Regions from separate parts of the Arachis hypogaea genome. Here region 2 is linked to region 1. The links are chromatin contacts, called in public Hi-C maps. All regions are on one chromosome and are shown on one strand. Each heading gives the region's core, a stretch centred on a gene start, on an enhancer-like site or on the middle of the called end of the contact. The rest is flanking DNA. Distances are from core to core; before and after follow the strand shown. Region 1 has its middle 10 kb from the start of LOC140181098. Region 2 holds the start of LOC112764254 (coronatine-insensitive protein 1).

Region 1 (5,367 bases), core at 652-3,151:
TTTACACACTCTTGATCGCCACCATTCTGATCATTGCTTGAGTCGATTGCTATTCCCAGATTGAGCAGAATCAGGCCCCTACTCCTCAATGCCATCCATCTGATCTACCTCTGGATTAGTTTCTAACAGGGCTCCTCCTTGAAACGCCACATTTATTTTGACCTTCTTTGTGCTTCGGTTGATTTGATCTTTTTTTTCCGGTGATCTTTTGTCTTTTTCAGTTGATTGATGTTCGGCGGACTCAGAAAAGTATCAAATGCTAAATTAAAAATACGACTTAATAAATAATAATTTAACTGGTGGCTTTCAAGTCTTCGGTTTGCCTGTTTTCACCTTATTCCAACTTGTAAAGTAGTATCTAATTCTTGTGTATATATATATATGACCAACCGATAGTAGGTTACGTGTTAAACAACCTTGACATTTCACAAGATCTTCAAGAGTTTACAAAGCTTTTTTGCTCTCGTAATTAATCAAACGAAAATTAATCATATAAACTTTTTAAATGGACTAACTGTCTTTTTATGGACCTGATGAATATACAATTTGTAGTAGTTTAAAAAGAAAATTATATGCTTTATACATAAAAAATAACTACTAAATTAGCTATTATATAAAATATATATTAAAATATAAAAATAAATTAAATAATACATACAAAAAACTTTTGAATTTTTGATGTGATTTTTAAGATGTAAATAATATTTTTTAATATTTATAAGCAATGGGGTATCCCAAAAAACATAAATAACCGCATGCAAAGAATGCATGTTATATATGACCTGACTTTGATAAGCTTAAACCATTATTCTAGTCTCCAAAAAATTTATTTATTTAGTCAAATTTTAAATTATTTTTAAGAATTATTTAAATATATTTTATCAAACAATAAATCTTTGAGAATTATCATCAGATTTCTATTTAGATAAAATGGTGCTTTACTTATTAGTAATAATTGGAATCAAATTCATCTAATTTTTTTGTTTTATATACACGAGTATATAATCAATTTGAGTTGATCGAATAGTTAGTTTATTCGTCTATTTAAATAGGTATCAGAAATTTAAATTCTGTCTTTATGGAATAATTCATTAACTAATGATAACAAACCTTTAATTAAAATTTGATTCGTAATCCATTAGTATTTAATCTGTCAAATTAAAAGATATATACGGTAAAAAAAAATGTAGAAATATCAAATAGATAAATAATCTCTTTCTAGAAGATGATATGATTAATTGAAAAGTACGCATGCTGTCTTTAACTTTGATTAAGATCAATATCATGCCGTCCTTACCAAAGATAACATGAACCATAAAAACCATGCTCTAGAATATTACAACTTACCAATTTTGCACCTAATCATAAACCTTTTTTTTTTCCTTGTGTCTCATTCCTATCAATTCAAACAATATCATGAGGTGATCACCTGCTCTAAATTTGACTTCCCAAAATTATACATCATCAGCAATCCATCAAACCAGATCATATAATCAATTGGGAGTTTGAAAATCATCAATTATGGGAAATATAATATAGGAAAAATTTCAAGTGTACCGGAAACACCAGCGTTTCAGTTGTTTTAATAGTTGATTTGAATTATAAAAAATATATATAATATATATTAATTAAAATCAACGATTAAAATAATTAGAACATCGGTATTCTCGGTATACTTAAAATTTTTCTTATAATATATATCTTTTACAAGAGGCATCAATCTCTTTAAGCAGCTCGCATAATCCCTTTTTTTTTCTTTCTAATTTTGGTTTAATAATATTTTCTTAAAGTTGTGCCAATTATGCTAAATTTTATAATCACAATCTTTGGACATTAGTGAAGTTCAACTTTTATGTACAAAAAGTTATTATTGCTTGATTCTAGACTAAAGTAACGTTTCATTGCTCCAGAGAGTCCACAAGAGAACCTAAGGGTTTGTATAAGTAAGATCCTCCAAGGGGATAAAATAATAGTAATTAATCATCATCATTAGTCCAAAGTCCTTTATTGCATTAAATAATTACAACTTGCTATTTGACAGTTCATGAGAGCTCAACTTTATTGATTTGTTTCTATTTCTGTTGCGTAGGATTTGGTTCTTTTCTATGTTGGTTGGCATATATTTTGGAGAATGGCCGAAATTCGGATACAGTTGTTTATATAGTTGTTTTTATGTGAAGTTGATATTTAAAAATTTTTAGATAATTTGATAAATTTAATTAAATTATTATCTAATAATTTTTAAGGGTTAACCACCAAAAACGTCCCCAAATTATTTAAATGCTGACAAAAATACATTTAAATTTTACTATCGATAAAAATCTCTTTAAATAATTTAAAAATACAACAACAATACCCAATAGTAAATATATATTTTCAAAAAATACCTTAGAGATTGAATTTTGATGCCATTTTTTGCAAGCATAATTATAAAAATAATATATTATTATACATAAAAATTAGTGATTTTTTGTTAAGTATATAATTTTTTTATAATTATTTTTGTTAACAATCAATAATATTTTTAAAAATTACAAAATAATATATACTTAATAAAAAATCACCAAATTTTAAGAATAATAATATCTCATTTTTTTAATTATACTTGTAAAAAATTGCATCAAAATTCAATCTCTAATGTATATTTTGAGAAATACATATTTAATGTTAGTTTTTTTGCAAGATTATCTAACATTAAATATGTATTTCTCAAAAAATATATTAGAGATTGAATTTTGATACAATTTTTTGCAAGCATGATTGAGAAAATGAGATATTAGTATCCTTAAAATTTGGTGATTTTTTGTTGTGTATATATTTTTTTTGTAATTTTTTTGTTAACAACTAATAATACTTTTAAAAAATCACAAAAAAATATATACTTAGAAAAAATTATCAAATTTTAAGAATAATAATATCTCATTTTTTTAATTATTCTTGTAAAAAATCACATCAAAATTCAATCTCTAAAATATTTTTTGAAAATATATATTTACCGTTGGGTATTGTTGTTATGTTTTTAAATTATTTAAAGGTATTTTTGTCGATAGTAAAATTCAGGTGCATTTCTGTCAGCGTTTAAATAATTCAGGAGCGTTTTTGGTGGTTAACCCAATTTTTAACTATCAACTTAATATAAAGATACATACATGTGAGTCTTTATCTTAAAAAAATATGTAAAATGTTCTGTTTTTATCCTTTCTTATTTGTCCAATTAAACTTTAACATAACAATGCAGTAAAATAGAGAAAAAAAAAACTTTATTAATTAAGAGAATAAAGGGACATGAAAATATTGGATATGTATTTGAAATACAGATGCTCATGATAACGGGATAGATTTCTTGCCAGCAAGAACACTCAAACAGTCAAACCTAAACCAAATAAAGGCAAATTTTTGCTCCAATTTTTTCAGCTTAGCAATAATAATAAGGAAACGGTGTTGGAGATTAATTAAAAAAGAACATACATTAAAATATTCAATCATAGCTTGATTATGGTAATGTAAAATGCTGATGAATTAAGCAGGGTGATTAAACAATTTCTTCTCAAGAAATGGTTGAGGCAATTTCGAACAGCTCCCATGCATATAATGTAGGTTGATTTTTTTTTATATTGGAACAAATTGTGTGATGTGCTCCAATATTTTAATGTATGTGAGTTTTACTCTTATATGGGATAATTTTTTACCTTTTAGAAGACACAAAACATCACCTACATTTTGTATGTAAAAATTATTTTTAAATTTGTTAAATACAAAACGGCATTCATTTAAAAAATAAAAAAATATATATTTTTCACAAAATGGCAGAACCTTTTGCATGGGTAATTTTTTTAAAATTAAAAATAGAAAAACATCATTGACGTTTTGATATTTTTTATTTTTTTAATTAAAAAAATTGAAAACGGCGGTGACATTTTGTACATTCCCACAATCATGTTAAATACAATTTTTTAGACATTTTGATGGATTACACCAATACAAATCCAATATTAAAAAAAAAAGTTCTATAATCAGGGTCAGCTGATTTAATTTGAAACCATATATTTATGGATGGTTTCTTAAAACTTTAATTTTATTTTTTAAAAGTTATAATATTTATATTTGGTAAATTAAATTAAAAATATATTTTTAATAAATACAAAAACTAACAATTATATTTAATAAAGTAACTTTTAAAATTTTTTAAAAATTATATTAGACATAAAAATAAAGATAAATTTAAATATTTATTAATATATGAGATATATTAAATAAAAAATAAGTTTGAATAACGAGACCATTTCCATACTATGAACTATATAGAAAATAATTTTGAAAAACAAGAAAGTTCCACTTTTTTACCAAAAAAAAAATATGCCCTTGGCTATATCATAAAAAGTGTGGTTAGAGGTAATTTTATCATTTACTTTTCGTAAAAAAATCGAGTGATTTTTTGTAAAAATAGACATAATTAAGAATATTTATTTTACTGTATATAATTATATATTTCAGATATGTTATACATTAAAGTATTATTATCATTTAAATTTAATTAAGTAAACTTAACAATAACAAAAACTACTCTCATTAAAAGAGTGTTATTATACGCGCGAGTACGTTATTGTTGTCGTCGTCGTCTTTCTCTTTTTCGCATTTTTTCGGGTTCCTCCTCCTCCCACTTCTTTTTCTCCTCCTCGTTATTCTTCTTGTTTCTTCTTCTTCGCGTGTTTTTTCTTCATCGTCATTCTTTTAATTTGTTGTTACTGTTATTGTTGTATTTTTTTTTTTCTTCCTACTCTCCTTGATAATTTTGCAGCATTATGTATTTTGAATTGTGCAGACCAACAAGACTAAATGCACCTTAATTCACTCAGAAATGTACCAAAATTACATCTAAAATGAGCCAAAAATTAAATTCCGAATGAATCGAAATTACTTAATGATAACAATACACAAACAAACTCGTTTCAAAACAAGCACAGACCAAGTGCACCTTATTTAAATCCAGAAAGAACCGAAATTACTTAATGATTGCGTTCGAAAACAGGCACACAAACAAAATTGAATGATTAGAAATTCACTCAGAAATGAACTGAAATTACATCCAGAATAAACCGAGAATTAAATTCTGAATGAACCAAAATTACTTAATGATGACGATACACAAACAAACTCGTCTCAAAACAAGTACAGACCAAGTGTATCTTATTTAAATCCAGAATTAACCAAAATTACTTAATGATTGCGTTCGAAAACAAATACACAAATAAAATTGAATCATGGACAAAAATACATCCAAATCTGTCAAGTGATTTTGCAACATTATGCATTTCTTCTTCTTTGTTTGATTTTTTCATGTTTTTTCACTTGATGCTGCTGATAAGT
Region 2 (5,421 bases), core at 2,048-4,547, 69 kb before region 1:
AATTAATATTGCAAACAGGGTACAGGAATTTGGTTATTGTCGTTAAAAGAATAAAGATTAGACAGAGTCCATAAGATCAAACCATGCTCATTGAGCAATATATAAAAATACTTGTAATTTGTAAATGACTATGCTTCCTAATAGACTTACACAAGACAGCTAAAATTTAGAAGCTTAGACTAAAAGAAATTATAAGAACAAAGATGAAAACAGTCATTGCAAGGATTTGAAGTGCTAACAAAACTTGAAACAAAAAGGTTCTGGAAACTAACCTCTAAGACTTCCAAGTTGGGGCACCTTTGAATTAAATTACAGTGATCCTCTGTGTCCAGCAATGCATATAGAAGGTCCAATTTCTTGAGTCGTGTGGCGTAAGGGAACACAATCGGCAATTCATCACTTCCAATGTATGTCAAACCCAATCGGCTTAACCTTGCTGGCAACACCACGGCATTGTACCTCTCCGGTGGCTCATTGTAGGTGCCCCCTGAGAATTCTTCGAGTGACGATGCATATCTGAAGAAGTTGACAAGATCCATGATTTCAGAATCAGTGATCTTCACAGAGGCTAAGTTGGGGCAGTTTCTGGCTATGAGCTCAAGGTCCTGAATCCTAACATGGTTGTTAATATCCGTCAAGTAATAATTGAGGGACTCAAGAACTGTGTTGTTTAGAGCAAGCTGATGGAGCCATTCACCATCGTTCTCAACTACTGCGCTTTCCTCCAAAAACAAGATTCTCAAATTCCTGCCATAAATTATTAATTCACAATCAGAACTGCATTAATCAAAAAGTTTGTAGATCATCAAGTTGGAAAAATATCATATCTAAGATTCTTAGAATGGAAATGACAGACTTATAAAACCTCTACATGACTTGAAAATTTTGAACATTATATATACATTTCCCATTCAATGATCAACTTGCATACCATTTTGACATATAGATGGAGATACAAAGACTAGCCTTTCAACATTTTTCATGGATAAAACAAAGTAAACTAAAGCTTTATATCAGCACAAAAATTTAACCAGTAATTAAGGGCAGAAACACGTTTAATAAGAAAATAAAAAAGAAAAGAAAGTAAAAAAAAGCCTGTAAAGTGACTGTGGGGAAAAAATGAGGGACAAAAGTGATTACACATTTTATAATACTAATATGGAAGTTGATTTATATTAACTCAATCATTTACTAAATTCTCTCGCTGACTTGGACATTTACATAGATACGTATCACGTCATAAGATCTTACACAAACCAGTGTTGTAAGAAAAAATATTTATACTATATACAACCGAGAAGACTAATTCAAAATCAAAATCATACAAGACGGCCTCCAACACTTAGAGATGATAGAAAAAGACAAAGGGATCAAGTAAGTTAGTTTTTTATTTATTAAAATGAAACGTAAGGTATCACGCAATGTCATATCTAAGAATTCAAATGATGAATCACTAAATTTATGAGGAAATTCCATCTTCTTTAGCCCCCCCAAATCATGAATGATGAATCACTAAACTTGTGTATAGATTAACGGGATTTGGACCTCCAACAATTTAATCTCTTGGCAAATTATCAAGGTTCACTAAAGTAATTTGCAGAGACATATATCATCAAGACTAGAACCGAATTTCAAAGGCAATGTATGTCTACCACAAGATGAGCCCGTACATAATCATTATCTAAACCATATTCATCAGAAATGGAAAATGTAATGTAGTGAAGTGGGGCACTATTACAAAGAATAGGACAATAAAAATAAAACAATACTAATTCCAAGTGCAACATAACATTAACAGTTTCCAATTAGAAGAAGAATCAAACAAAAAGTTATTTCCTTTTAAACTATTACATTCATGCAATTATTATAATATAAAATAAAATTAGTACTACTTTTTCCTTGTTTAGTTCCTTAATCCAGACACTCCTTAATAGAAAGTTAGAGATTAAAAAACTGCATTCATTAACAGTAAACATTAAATGAAGCTCAAATCCTCAAAACCAGTCCACAAACCGCAAGTGGTAGTTACCATAATTTTCATTATTAAGAACAAAATTAAATTAAAGAAAAGGATTAATTAGATAGTTAGTTAGTTATTACCTGCAAAATCTGGCAATATAGTAGAGTCCATCAGTGGAGAAGCCAGAACACTTATCAAGCTTAAGAGCTTGAAGAACATGGCCTCTGGAACGAGCAAGAAGCTCAAGATCCATATCCCTAACGATCATTCGTCGAAAGTGAAGGCTCTTAAGGCAATCGAAGTAGTGAGAGATCTCTTTAACCCAAGGAGTAACGAAACCGCCCCAATCCTCAGGTATGAGGTTGAACATGGCGGCGCGTGGCTTTCCTTTGAGCTTCAGGGACTCCAAGTGGGGGAAGCGGCGGCGGAGCCTGTCCGGTGACGTGGTGTAGCAGAGCGCGATGGTCACGTGCTTCCGAGTCAGTGAGTCCAGCTCGTACCACCGCCGGCACACCTGCGACACGGCGTCGCGGTCCTTCGGGTCGTGGATGTACGGCATCACTATGTCCAACACCACGTCCGACAGCCTCGTACTTATCATCGCCTCCATCCTCTTCTTGTTGCTCCCTCCGCCGCCGCCGCCGCCGCCGCCGCCGTCTTCCTCCATCGACGCCATCAAGCGTGGACGGCCAATTTTCTAACGTGTTGGAAGATCTCGACTTATTGGATGCAGATCGGTGTCGGGTGGAAAGAAATTAAAAAAAAAAAAACAAAAAACAAAAAGCTCAGGGGATTCACACGATTTTTCTATTCTGTTTTTTTTTTTTTAAATTTAATGCTTTGGTTGTGTTATTGAGCTACGGGGGAGGTTGAAACAGTTGAAACTTAAACCTCTTGAGAAGGTGAAGTTGACACGTGGTGAAGCGTGGAAGCGTGGGAATGGAGCGCCGCAAAAATGGGTTTAGGACGTGGAAGGAGGAGGAGAGATAATGAAAGGGTGAGTTTTTAGGGTTGAAGAAGAGGAAAGGGGACGAGGTGGGGAATCGGAGAAGAAGAAGAGATTGGAGAAGGGACGGTGGAGATTGAGAGTTGGGAAGTGTTGTCTGACAATGGAGAGGGGATTAGATCGGAGGTTGTGAAGGAAAAGAAGGAAGGGATTAGTGAAGTGAGTGGTACAGTACATTTATTAGGTAACAAATTTGGGATATCGAAGGATTTAACGGAGTGAGGTGAGAGATAAAAGCCCAAGGAAAATTTGGAGTACTGCGTAAACACAATAACGACAAATATCCCAACTCCCAGCTTCTAACTTCTAGCAACAACACTTAACTCCCTCTGTAAAAGTAACACTCTATGTAATCATCTAGAAGACTTGTAATTAGTTAGTTTTCTCCGCTATGGTGAATCATCATGTGTGTGCTAAGCTACATTCTTCTTCTATTATTATTATTACTATTAAGATGATGTTATTTTAGTTTAATTCTTATTTATTGTTAATATAAAGAAATATTTTTAATGGTGTATTATTAAATTTATTATCTCTTTTTTTTTTTTGAATTATTTTATTTAATATGATTTTTTTGTCCAATTAGTACTATTTCAGAGTTTTTTTGAAATCTTTTTAGTATTATAAAATAATTGACAAATTTAGACGAATAAATATTTTATAACACTAATGTAGTTTGACCATTACAAATATTTAAATACATTTTTTAATATATACTAAAAGTAACATTTATATCAAGACAACGTATTTTTCGTTATAGTTTGATCTATATCTACATAATAATTTTAATAATTTTATGAGTCCTTCTAAGGAGCCAATAGAATATTTGTACAAGATACTAGGGATAATAAATATTTTATGTTATGAAACCATTCATCCTAAAAGTTTAAGTTGATTTTGGGGTTAGTTCTGATACCATATCATGATATCACTTATTCCAAAAATTTTAGCCGATGAAAAAAGATAACACTAATGATTATATCTCTAATATTGAATCGGACATCTCTAAACCTCCATTATACATATTGTACAAATATTTCATTGACTCCTTATATTTTCTCTAGTTTTATATATGTGCTATAATCATAAAAGACAATAATTCATGAATATCTATTTTTCCAAAGGAAAAAAAAATCTTATTTATATGTAAACACAACAAATAATTATATATTAATATTTTTTTTTGGTGACTAATTATATATTAATATAAAACTCTTTTAAATATTACACCAGAACTAAATTTTCCTTTCTAATTTTCAAGGATTAGATTGCTCCACGAATATATATATATTACTTTTTTCTTTAAGATATTTTAATGTTTAAACATTATTTTCTTTCAAATCTCATCATAGTACAATCTTTTTTTAATGCTTTTGAATCATTAAACACCTAAACATTTATCATGGAAGGAAAATTAACCACTACAAAACCCCAATTCCATTCTAATCAATAATTGCGGGCTTTCCAAATTCAAGCCTTAGCTTGCTATTTGCGGTCATATTCTCGTCGTATTTATATATAAAATAAAAACAACTTCATCCCTGTATATAATATTCCTAATTTTTACAATTGGACTCCATACTTAGGATAATATTTAGGTGGATACTACAATGAAGATGGCAAAAATATCTTCTCATGAAGATGCTTTGGTTAAAAGTGTGGTTTATTTATTTAGCCACACTTTAAACAAAAACAACACTTTTATAAATATCAAAATCTAACCATACAATCCATCATCCAAAGGTCAAAAAGAAATATACTCATATGAAGACAATTATGCCATCTTCATTGTAGTATCCACCTAATATTTATATGTCTCTCCATTTCCTCTCTCCATCTAATAAGTCCACCCTTTTTGGAATCTAATTCATTCTCAAATCTCCTAATCCTCAAATCCCAAGTTAATACTAACCACAATAGGGCGTATCTTTAGATGCTATTAAATGTTAAAAAAATTAATAAAAAATAATAATTTATAAATTTTAATGTAAATAAAAATACTAAAAAATTTAAAAATATATATTTTTAAAAAGGCTACAATTCTTATATTTTTCAAAAAAACAATATTTTAAAATTAAAGACAGATATTTTTAAATAATAAATAAATAAATAAATATTTTTATATTGTTGTATCCAAACATAGTTGATAGATAAAAAAATATTTTTATATGAAATATCTAAATATAAAACTTTTTTATTTTTTTAATTTTTAAAAATAAAATTATGTTAAAAAGAATTAAAAAAGGAACCCACCCAAATACGTTCAGCAACTTGTTTATTACAGCATTTTTCCCTCTTTTTTTTAATATTTTGGTTTGATACACTGTAAGCAGTGCTGGGTAAAATTACAAAATTGGATTAAAATAAACAACTTTTGACATTTTATGAGTGGAATGTAACTTTAATTTTGATTCTTAAAAAAACTAATTGCTAAAATATAAAATTAATTTTGATA

The links. A called contact is a pair of places that touch in the nucleus more often than the background predicts.
Region 2: a contact with region 1 is called in a Hi-C map of an unstated tissue, with 3 times the contacts expected there. The contact joins the promoter of LOC112764254 here to the enhancer-like site in region 1. A contact is called at or near these places in 2 of 8 Hi-C or Micro-C datasets (leaf and an unstated tissue).

What each region holds. Positions count from the first base shown.
Region 1 is chr17:11,729,030-11,734,396 of arahy.Tifrunner.gnm2.J5K5, reverse strand. No RefSeq gene overlaps it. Among protein-coding and RNA genes, the nearest start is that of LOC140181098, 10 kb to the left of the region's middle. Within about 2 kb of position 1,901, at least 1 of the 3 cell types and tissues checked has open chromatin away from gene starts, as enhancers often do.
Region 2 is chr17:11,798,973-11,804,393 of arahy.Tifrunner.gnm2.J5K5, reverse strand. It overlaps LOC112764254 (coronatine-insensitive protein 1), which reads right to left and starts at 3,297. Exons shown (of 3, transcript XM_025809805.3): 1 at 2,101-3,297; 2 at 273-747. The coding sequence starts at 2,636.